Linked DNA regions of Mus musculus: regions 1 and 3 are each linked to region 2. The links are chromatin contacts, called in public ChIA-PET and HiChIP or PLAC-seq maps. All regions are on one chromosome and are shown on one strand. Each heading gives the region's core, a stretch centred on a gene start, on an enhancer-like site or on the middle of the called end of the contact. The rest is flanking DNA. Distances are from core to core; before and after follow the strand shown. Region 1 overlaps Pcmtd1 (protein-L-isoaspartate (D-aspartate) O-methyltransferase domain containing 1). Region 2 has its middle 82 kb from the start of Alkal1. Region 3 has its middle 59 kb from the start of Gm23274.

What was found. ChIA-PET counts read pairs in DNA pulled down with a chosen protein or histone mark. HiChIP or PLAC-seq counts read pairs in DNA pulled down with a chosen protein or histone mark.
Region 1: a contact with region 2 is called in an RNA polymerase II ChIA-PET map of memory CD8 T cells, with 5 read pairs. The contact joins two enhancer-like sites. A contact is called at or near these places in 3 of 115 datasets of contacts at active chromatin or transcription factors (embryonic stem cells, memory CD8 T cells and pancreatic cancer cells) and 1 of 9 other capture datasets (embryonic stem cells).
Region 3: a contact with region 2 is called in an H3K4me3 HiChIP or PLAC-seq map of craniofacial prominence, with 6 times the contacts expected there. The contact joins two enhancer-like sites. A contact is called at or near these places in 1 of 115 datasets of contacts at active chromatin or transcription factors (craniofacial prominence) and 1 of 9 other capture datasets (embryonic stem cells).

What each region holds. Positions count from the first base shown.
Region 1 is chr1:7,145,113-7,148,964 of GRCm38.p6, reverse strand. It overlaps Pcmtd1 (protein-L-isoaspartate (D-aspartate) O-methyltransferase domain containing 1), which reads right to left. Exons shown (of 6, transcript NM_183028.3): 3 at 1,226-1,328. Among named protein-coding and RNA genes, the nearest start is that of Pcmtd1, 58 kb to the right of the region's middle. Within about 2 kb of position 1,739, at least 23 of the 459 cell types and tissues checked have an H3K27ac peak or open chromatin away from gene starts, as enhancers often do. A contact at or near this core is called in memory CD8 T cells, where this site is marked.
Region 2 is chr1:6,439,376-6,442,930 of GRCm38.p6, reverse strand. It overlaps the pseudogene Gm19026. Among named protein-coding and RNA genes, the nearest start is that of Alkal1, 82 kb to the right of the region's middle. Within about 2 kb of position 1,375, at least 78 of the 459 cell types and tissues checked have an H3K27ac peak or open chromatin away from gene starts, as enhancers often do. A contact at or near this core is called in craniofacial prominence and memory CD8 T cells, where this site is marked.
Region 3 is chr1:7,204,822-7,208,433 of GRCm38.p6, reverse strand. No RefSeq gene overlaps it. Among named protein-coding and RNA genes, the nearest start is that of Gm23274, 59 kb to the left of the region's middle. Within about 2 kb of position 1,958, at least 98 of the 459 cell types and tissues checked have an H3K27ac peak or open chromatin away from gene starts, as enhancers often do. A contact at or near this core is called in craniofacial prominence, where this site is marked.

The DNA.
Region 1 (3,852 bases), core at 490-2,989, 710 kb before region 2:
AAATAAATCTAAAGAGAAAAGTTGTTCAAAAATCGATAATTTACCTGGCCAACTTAAATCTATTTTGTATATTATAGACAAAAATAACCTGAGCGCCTCAACTCCCTCAATCCTGCCTGAAGTGCTTAACGATCCAGCTATAATGTGTTGCACAAAGCCTCTGCTAGACTACTGCAGGAGCTGAGGCAGTGCGGTGGGGCTCAGTTTTGTTGTCTTCAACCAGTCCAAGCGTTTTTCACACTAGGATAGATACGAACTCACAAAAGAGAAGACAACAAAAATGCAAGGGCATCTGGAGAAGGAAGAGAGCAAAAAAGCAGAAAAGGAAGATACTCAAATACATTCTGGAACTCTCCTCTATGTTTGTGCTCTTGAGATGAAACCTTGGGTAGTGGCCCAGATCCCCTACAGTTTTTCCCCCTGGCATTTGGAGCCAGAGCTAGGGATAAGTGAGAGGCCCCTGCTAAGAAGCCGCGCCTGGAGCCTGGGTCAGGTTCTACACTGAAACCTTGTTGTATGGTAACTGTGTGGTATGCCTATGCTTCTGGCCCCTTTAAAGGCTTTGTCTATTGGAACTACCATGCGCTCTACAGAAATAGTTACACTACAGCCCTACATACAGCAGGCTATTTCAAGTCATAGGAGTTATTTCAAATTCAACCAAAAGAGCCCTTGTTCCACAAAACTGTCAAGGCAGAATTTCAACGTGATTATAGCCCAAATCTTCACTTTTGCTGCGGGTCAAGGATCAACACCTATGCAATACATTTTGGAAAAAAGAAACCTGGATAGAAGTAAACAATTCTATAAAACATTTCCCAGACACAACCCCACATGACACATACAAATGTATTTATACAGTAATTTCTACTAGATTTATTATGGAGTAAGAAGGACCTCTGTCTGCTGGCATATAAATTATAGACAAACAGAAGACAGACTGTTAAACTACCAACCAAAAGGCCAAAACCAGGTACAGAAACGTACTGTGAGCACAAACATCTTGTTTTCTATCCAAAAGTTTGACATTTAATAAGTAAAAGATCAGTAATCACACATTTATCTATAATTTAATAAAAAATTACATGGTGTTTCTTACTGTATAGCAGGGATCGCTACTATATTCACTTAGCCAGGATTAGTGATCTGATACTGTTTAAGAATAGGCATACTATACATATTCATTAATTGGTCTCACACCCAAACTACAGGTATAAATACTTACTTATCAAAGCTATCACTATTTTTGATGAAGCTCTCCAGTTTTTCCTTGGCATACTCCACCACATCTGAATGAAGTTCAATCCCATGATTTATTCCAAAAGGACCTGTAATTATATAAGCATTTTTTACAAAAATACTAATGATATGCCCCAGAACTCTAATTTCTGTGCAATTATGTATCAACAGCATTAAAAAGGGGCAAGAAATATGCAAACGGCTACCACCTGGATTTTACAGTGGAATGGAAACCTGTTTACAGCACCTATTTTCTATGAAAAGGAAGAAGTGAGCACAAATGTAAAAACGGATTAAAGCTAAAACCTACACATATACAAAGACAGGATTTTGGGCAAGTCGCTATGGTCAAAATGATCACATAGCCCCAAGTTTAAGGTGCAGTGCTGTTGCTTTGTCCTTCTGAAATTAGAACCAGACTGTGCCCTAGTCAGCCTCTGCGCCTCCAGCCCTCTGTTTACTAACTTGCTTACTCAGACTGGCCTTCAAATCACCATGTAGCCCAAGCTAGTCGCTAACTTGTGGTTTTCCTGCCCCAGCTTCCTGAATAGCAAGAGGAAATATGCATTGCCCATACCCAAGTGAGGTGTCTTTACCTTACCAGGTTCACTTTATTCAAAGTCTCGTGGTTCTCAGAAGTGCAGTTAAGAGTTCCAGTCAACTTCATGCTTTTCACACCATACTTTTTTTTACACAAGATGATGGCTGAAAGACCTCGCATGAAAAGGGCTGGGGGAGAGAGCTTATGACTGCAGTTGACAATCAAGCTCTCTTCATCGTCTAAAATGGAACCCAACAGGTTTTGTGCTCTACATTCTTTTACTGTAATCTGTATGGCTTCTTCCTATGAAGGTTGTGTTTTCTTGTTCTTGTTTTGGAGAGAGAGTTTCTCTATATAGCCCCAACTTTCCCTGAGTCTTCTGCTTCTGCCTCTGGAGTGCTGGGATTAAAGATGTGTGCTACCCTGCCGAGTTCACTAATTTCCCTTACAGAATCTGTAACTGAAAGAGTTCTCTAGTGTCTGTCACAATACATTGAGTATCAGTCTTATCTTTATTAACCACTTTAAGAAAAAGTCAGCCGGGTGTAGTGGCACACGCCTTTAATCCCAGCACTCCAGAGGCAGAGGCAGGCGAATTTCTGAGTTCGAGGCCAGCCTGGTCTACAGAGTGAGTTCCATTACAGCCAGGGCTACAGAGAAACCCTGTCTCGAAAAAAAAAAACAAAAACCAAAAAACAAAAAAAATAAATAAAAACAACTACAAATGAGCAAATTTAGATATTCAAATAGTACAAAAAATTATTAGATATTTGCATTATGCAGTCACTGTCCGACTAACCTGAAATACTGTTTTTACAAGTGAGCAAAGGGAGGCAATGCAAGCTCTTCCTTTCTGTTTCCTTACAGATACACTGGTTAGCTTTTTATCTGAAAACTGAAACCTCGGTTTAACATTCCTTAATATTCCTAATACTATAAACCGGAAAATTGAAGATTCATTTAAAAAACAAACCCTCCTCCCAAAATTAGATTAAAACTTTAGTTTCCAAAGGAGTTAATATATGTGGGAGAAGTTCAGCCTAAAAGTGCTCGGAAGGAAGTCAGACAGGTGAGGGGGTAATAAATATGACCGACATATATTCTAGACAGTAAAAGATTTGTTCAACCTCTTAATAAAATAATAATATAAAAAATATGTAATAAAGTATAACAAAATAATAATGAAAGTATTTGGTTTAAAGCTTGTTCGAGTTAAAGCTGCACTGTAGACAGTCACCTATACTTGAAGCTGGTGAATAGAAAATGTGGGCTCGTCTTCCTCTACCTGCCAGAAAATGGCACCTTTAAATCTGCAGCTGTCAGTAGATGAAATTGTTTTAAAGTAGTCTTGACTTTGTTCTCCTGGTCTTTTTACAGATATAGGAGGGCACATCCAGTTACTTTTATTTCAAGTACCACTTAAAGTTAAAATTAAAAAGTTAATATCAAACTGCTATTGCTTAGTAATATACAGTAAGAAAAACGTTCCACCAAATTAATCTAAGTTTGCTTCTACCTTCTATGCTCCATTAAGATAAAATCTAAGAGAAACTTGTACTTCCATTATCCACTAAGAATTTAGTAATGCTTTTCCAACATTTTATACAAAAAAAAAGACATGAACAAAAATATTGCTGGCATTCTATATTTCGGGTAAAACAAATGCAGAAGCTCGGAATCTGAAAGCAAAGGTTCCCATTCCTATGTCACGCTGCCCAATCTACACAAGAGCAGGTCAAGAGGACACAGACAGGCCGTTCCTTAAAGATGCTTCCATCACTGTCTGAAAGCAAGTTAGCAACTTTTAGACATAAAGTCGATATTTCAGAAAGTGTCTTTAATTACTTATTTTATTTTTTTAGGTATAATTACATTATTTCCCCCTTCCCTTCCTATCCCTCCAAATCCTTCCATGCTCCTGAATTTCAAACTCATGGCTTTCTCCATATATTTATCTATGCATATGTAATATATATATGCATATGTAATATATATACATTCCTAAATGCATAAAAACAACCTTCTCAGTTTACACAATGTTACTTGTATGTATGTTTTTAGTGCTGACCGTT
Region 2 (3,555 bases), core at 126-2,625:
CACACACACACACACACACTTATGAAAATACAAAACCATAATATATAAGCAAATGACCAGTAATGTTTAAGAAAAAGCCCAAACAAAACATGAGAAAGAAAATCTCCATAAATACTACTAAGTTCATTTTGTGTTGGCCATCTACTGCTGGACATGGGGCCTACCCTTGATTGTAGTTTGTATAGCCAATGAGTCTCCATTAGAGAAACCTAATTTTTCCTTTGCAAGTAGCTATCAATTGGAGATAGCTTCTGGATTAGCGATGAGACTTATGGGACTTCATCTTTTACAGCTGGGATCCCATCTGGCTTGGACCTGTGAGGCCTTGTGCATGCTGCTACAGTCTCTGTGAGTTCATATTGTGTTGATCCTGCAATGTTTAGAAGGCCTCATTTCCTTGGTGTGATACATCTGTTGTGACTCTTTCAATCTTTCCACCTTTCTCTTCTACAGAGTTCCCTGAGCCCTGGGGGGAGGGGTCTGATAGAGACATTCCATATAGGATTCAGTGTTGCATTCTCTCTCTCCCCCTCCCCGCCCACAGTGTCCAATTCTGGGCCTCTAATTGTTAAGTCTCTGAGCTATGACTACAGTAGAATATCATTAGGAGTCATTATATTGCTATGTCCCTTTAGCAGTATTTGGTTTTCTTGTAGGCACACGGCCTGCAATCTTACAATCTTACAATCTTAGGTTCTTGGCCATCTGAGCAGTGTTGGGCGTATGTTCCGTCCCATAGAGTGGGCCTTAAATTAAATTGGACAGTCGCTGATTACTCCCACAACCTCTCACAACTTTTATGCCACTATTGTACCACCACATCATACAAGCAGGTCACCACTGGCGATCAAAGAATGTGTAGCTGGGTTGTTGTTGTTGTTGTTGTTGTTGTTGTTGTTGTTTTGTTTTTTTTTAACCTTTCTTCTCCAAGCTTTGTCTTTTTTCCATGGAGAGATCTGATTCCTAGGCCAAATCTCCTACAGGAGAGAACCTGTCTTTCTGCTATCATCATCACTGAATGGAGGTGATTCCATTCGCTGTGACTAGAGCTGGCAGGTATTATGATGCTTATGAACTAGAGCCTCCAAACAGCTCCTTCAGAACCTTCGCTACACCTCCAGTGCTATACCCTAACCCAGTGCCACTCCGGGAACATTTCACCTTCCTGAGAGCAGATTCTACATCCCCCTGCTACCTGAGGTGTTGTTTCTAGGATTTCCTGTGATAGCATACAGAGTTGTCAACAGGCTGACTTGAGAACCATTTGCAGGTGATACTGACAAGTACTTGTTGAGCAACATATTAAGACACATAGAGGCGTTAGCTCCCACCCGTTGGCCGCTGCCTCAGCTGCCGCTTCTCCTGGGCCGCGCACGCGCCTCCACCGCCGTCCCTGGCCCGTGCTCGCACCGCGCTTGCCCCGCGCCTGCCCCGCGCCTTCCACGGCCGGCCGGCGCTTGCCCGCCGCCGCCTGCCCGGCCCGCTCGGCGCCTTCTCGGCCTCGGCTCGGCTGCAGCAGCCTAGGTGGTGGCGGCGGCCGTGAATTAAGGGCTGTGCGCCCGGGCGGGCAGCGCGGGAGGGCGGCGGCGGCGGCTCTGTTGCGGCCGGGCCGCCGCGGCCTTTGTCTGCAGACGTTGGACGCGGGCGGTCGCTGTGCCGCCGAAGGATGGAGGAGGATGGAGGCGCCCCCGGAGGGCGTCGACCTGGTGACATGGCGCTGGCCAAGATCGCTGCCAACCTGCAGTGGATCTGTGCGAAGGCCTATGGCCTAGACAACATCCCTGAGGATCTCCGAGACCCCTTTTACATGGACCAGTATGAGCAAGAGCACATTAAGCCACCCGTTATCAAGCTTCTCCTGTCCAGTGAGCTGTATTGCTGTGTCTGCAGCCTCATCCTAAAAGGGGGCCAGGGGGCTACCTTGCAAGGACACCAGTCTGTCATCCAGGCCCTGTTCCGGAAGGGCATCTATGTGATGGGGAGTGATGATACCCCTGTGACAGATGCTGACCTCAGCCAGGCACCTATAAGACGAGTGGCCACATGGCAATGGTGGATGCTCTGATGATGGCCTACACTGTGGAGATGATCAGCATTGAGAAGGTGGTGGCCAGTGTCAAGCGCTTTTCTACATTCAGTGCCTCAAAAGAACTTCCTTATGACCTCGAGGATGCCATGGTATTCTGGATCAATAAGGTAAATCTTAAAATGAGAGAGATAACAGAGAAAGAAGTTAAATTAAAACAGCAGGCACTGGAAAGTCCCGCTCATCAAAAGATATCTGTCTGAAGGAGGTGCTATCAATGGCTGACAGCCTCTATAACATCCACCTTCTGGGGGAGTTTTCCAACGAGCATCTGAACAAGTGTTTCTATCTCACCCTGCTGTATCCTCCCCTAGTGCTGAAGCCGAACGTTATGGTTTTTATCGCTGAGCTCTTCTGGTGGTTTGAGAACGTCAAACCAGATTTTGTTCAGCCCCGAGGTATTCAAGAACTAAAGGATGCTAAAACAGTGTTACAGCAGAAGAGCAGCCTGCCTCCTGTCCCTATCTCCAATGCAACCAAACGCAGCTTCCTGGGTAGCCCTGCTGCCATGAGCCCCGCTGACCTGCCACCATCCACCCAGCCTCTCGCCGAAGGCAGTCATTGGTACCACCTCCACTCGGAAGAACCTGAGTGTCTTGGGAAAGGATCTTCCACATTTAGTCCGTCCCATCCTTTGTTGCCACTGAGACAGAAACAGCAAAAAGTGTCACAGACAGAGGAAATCCCTGATTAGCAACATAGATCGAATTCTTTAATTCGGGTTGATGGTCAGCCACGAGGTGCAATAGGAGCATGGCCAGATTTAAAAAAAAAAAAAAAAGGCCCGTGTCACAGCCAACATCATTTGCTCTCCATCATGCTGCAAGTTGTGGTATGGATCCCAGTGTTCTGGTGACAGTGTCAGCTTAGCTCGCTCTATCAGCAAAGATAGCTTGGCATCTAACATTATCCACCTGACCCCACAGAACCAACCCCATCCTTCCTCTGGAAAGAGCAATGGGAAAAGCCTCCTGAGCAGTGTCAACATTGAGGATGAGGAGCTTGTAACCATCATCAGGACAGATGTGTCTCCTTCCCCAGAGATTCCCAGGACCTCACCTCAGGCCCCAGGCCTGGTACAAGTATCAGGTCTCCCCAGAGACAGGCAGACACTTTGGAGAGTAAGCCTGACAGTTTTTACTTAGAACCCCTGATGCCAGCAGTACTCCGGCCAGCCAAAGAGAAGCGGATTACCACTAAAGAAGATGAGCATGGAGAAGGGAGACCAAGGACCATCATGGCCAAGAGGCCTAGTGAGGGCTCCCAGCCTATGGTACGAAAGAAAGTAAGTGGTAGCCATGGCAGTCGTGACCTGAACAGAACTTTCACCCCAATTCCTTGTTCAGAATTTGCTGCGAGCATTGGTCTTGCAGAGGTAGGACCACAGTCAGCAGAAGCTACAGGGGAAGGACAGCCTCTGGCCCTGGGTAGATTTGATACATTACCTCGGGGGCAGGCTGCTGGTGGTT
Region 3 (3,612 bases), core at 709-3,208, 760 kb before region 2:
ACTCCCTCCTTCTCCTATCCCCCTTGAAGACCTATAAAAACTGGGGCCCCTTTCCCCTCGGGGTCGACTCCTCTACTCCTGCGTGGGATACAAGTCGTCCCCAGAGCTCTGGCTTTCCTCGAATAAAGCCTCGCGTGGTTTGCATCAAGTTTTGTCTCTTGTGAGTTCTTGGGGGTCCACTATTATCCCGAGACTTGAGTGAGAGTCTCCCTTCAGAGGTCTTTCATTATCATCTTGAACTCATGGGGAATCCTCCTGGTGTCTCTCTCTCCATACAGTCCTCCTCCTGTGGTCCTCTTCCCCTCTTCTTCCTTCCCTCTCCCCCTCTCCCTCTTTCCCTTTTCCGTTATAACCCCCTCTTCCCCTCCCCCTCTCTCCCTCCATGTCTGTCTCTCCCCACCCCCCACCCCCTCCCTAATCTGGAAGTCCCAAATCCCATCCTAGTCACTTCAGCCCAGTTAATTGTCAGACCAACTTTTTATTGACCAATCTGAAGGTGAATGTTTACAATCTGAGAAGAATATTTACAAAACACTGATGCTACATAAAAATAACAATACCAAAGTCTGCCATGTATAGGAATTAGCATTTGCAAGGTTGAAATACAATCTTTACACAGCTTTTTGTCTCCTCCCTCAGGTCAGGGAGGAGACAAGTGATGATCCAGTCTCTGTCCTGGCAGTTATGTCTGTTGTTACAATTTCAGTAGAATCTACATCAGGAACTGCTGCAGCTCCTATGGGGTGAGTTGTATGGTCATAAGCTTTTTCCCAAACACACTGACAGGTTATTTCTTTGAAGCCTGTGAAATGAACCAATTTAAACCTAATTAGATTATATTAAAGGTAGGTTTATTGGGAAGCTGTTCCCTGGCTCCAAAGACCAAGGCCAAAGAAGTCGCCATGGGGAAGAGGAGGAGGGGAGGGAGAGAGAAGGAGAGAAAGAGTGTGAACTCAGAAAAAAGAGAAGAGAGGAGAAAGAGGAGGGAAGAGGGAGGAGGGGAAGAGAAAGGAGGGGGAGGGAGTGCAAGCGCCCTGAATGTCTAGATTTTATAGGGAGGAGCCTCAGAGGAAAGGGCAGCCTAGCCCTTGGGCTGGAAAGTTCTGAGTTGGGGGCAGGGTGTGCTAAGTAGAGGCCGGCCTTGAAGGAAGAACCTGGAGGCCAGGTCTGCTTTGATATGTAAAATATGCACAGCAGTCCTTTGTCCCAGGTTCCTGGAGGAGGAGGAGGAGGAGGAGGAGGAGGAGGAGGAGGAGGAGGAGGGGGAGGAGGAGGAGGAGGAGGAGGAGGTTAATAGAAAGGAGTATATAGAGGACAAAGAAGGTAATGCTATAGGGCAAATTCATCAAAAGAGAACAGGACACAGGAAAGGAACAGACCTATCCACGCCAGTCACTTTCCCAAGGGTTAGAATTGGGGCAAAGGCAGTCTCTCACAAAAATGAGTATGGAAACGACTGAAAGAAGGGGAGCTGCCGTCAGATTCTAAAGGAGACATTGACAAGGAGTTGCAGATAGGGTGGGCAGGGACAGCAGGGACTACAGTGATCCTTTTGAGTGGCAGCCACAGTGAGCCTTTTGAGTGGCAGCAGCAAGAGAGAGAGGAGGAGGTTGTGCAGATTGATGCAATCTGAACAAACTCCCCGAGCAGTCGGAAGGGGTGGGGCTTCGGGACTGAGGAAAGTGGAGAGTGGCAGGAAAGGGCCAAAACAGCAGAGGAGATAGGTGGAAGATTTGTTTGGGTAACTTTGCTAAGGGCGGTTGGAGAGGCAGAACCCACCTTGCTTATCGAGCACCAGAGACTTGGAGAGGAATTCAGGTTTGGAGAGGGAATCGGAAAAGGAAGCAATCTGGTTTCAGAGCTGGCGGTAAAAGCAGGCGGTTGCTGTTAACAACTGAAGGTGGCAGTGGGGCATTTTATAGCAGCAAGGGACCTGACTGGCCATGGTCATGGAGATTGGAAAGAGGGATGTGGGCGTGGCCTGCATTGATAGCTCAAAATGATCTGGCCTGAGAGGTGTGATCTGTAGCTCCAGTGCCTCAGAGGAAGAGAAGTGGCCACACAGTTACTGCTATGCCTGTGGAGGTTTCAAGCCACCGGCGGTGGAGCACAAGGCTTTACTCAGATCGCAGCGCAACACCTGTTGTAGGGCAGGGCTGGCTGTACTGACAGTGCACTCTCACTCACTGTAGGAACAGGGCTAGCCAGAGGTAATTTGCTGTTGAGGATTAGGGTTGGGCGGGGTGCAAAGTGCCCAGCAGTCAGCCACGGTGTTCCTACAGATCTGTGGCAGAAGTTTGAATGGCCCGAAAGCAGAAAGTGCAAGGGGAAAGTTTGGAGCTGTGATTAGAAGCAGGCAAGACTGTCAAGGAGGAGGGGACAGATGGAGGCATAGGACATCTAGGAAAGGGGAAGACAGACAGGTAGAAATGTGGGATGTCTCAAAGAGAGAAAAGAGCTATTTCTCCTTGTTTCTAACCTTATGTCCATAAAAGTGTAAAGGTTTTCATTTTATTTGGTTCTTAGGGAGTATGAGAGTTATTTCCAAGTGATAAGATAGATACATCAGTAATTTTGAGTGTGTGTTGGAGTTTTCAAATGGAAAGAATAGATTCCCTATACTAATAGTGACCTTGGGCCAGGCTCCTAGTAATAGACAATGCAGAGCCTGAACCAACTGTCTTCTGTAAACAGGCTAGACTCCTACTGGTAGGACTGGGACAGTAACCCAGCCCTAAAATCTATGACCCACTCCTTCCCCGCCTGCAAGATGCACTGAAACAATGGTGAAGCAGGGCTTTTGGATGTGCCCAGCCAATGACGACTGGTCAACACCACAAGAGGTAACCCATGCCTCACAGTATCTGGATAGCCTGGAACCAGAAGCTGGATAGCACAGAGACTAAAGATAGAATCAAACGCAACTGACAAAAGAAAAATAAAATTCCTAATGATATTTTGCTATACTTAGCCTAGCCCAAACATCATCAGAGAGAGTTAATCCAGCAACTGATATAAGCAAATGTAGGGACCCATAGCCAAACATTAGGCAGAGCTCAGGGAACACAGCAGAAGGGGGTGGAGATGGGGGTGGGGTTGTATGAGCCAGAGAGGAAAAGGACACCAAAAGAACACACTTCCTACGTAATCAATTAAGTGGATTGCCTTGTCCAGCCTTGAGATAAGGATTTGTGCCAAGTTTTATTTGAACTTGTTATGTCATGATCAGTTGATATCCTTGGGATGCCTGTTCTTTTCTGAAGGGAAATGGAAGAGGAATGGATCTGAGGGAGAGAGAATGAGGACAGAGGGGATTGGGAGGAATGGACAGGGAAGAAAGTTTAGTTACGATGTAATGTATAAGAGAAGAATGAATATTTTAAAAGGGCAGAAAAGAAAGCAGGCTGAGTAAGCCATGATAAGCAAGCCAATAATCAATCCCCTTCTCTGGCTTCTGCACCCTATGTATTACTGCCACCAGATGGCGCTATGATAGAAGTAGAAACCATAGGCATTCAGGCAACTTGTTCATGTAACTTACTCATAACTTCGTGACCTGCTCTGGTCCAATCATACATCTCTCCAGATTTCAAATAGACTCACTTAACACAA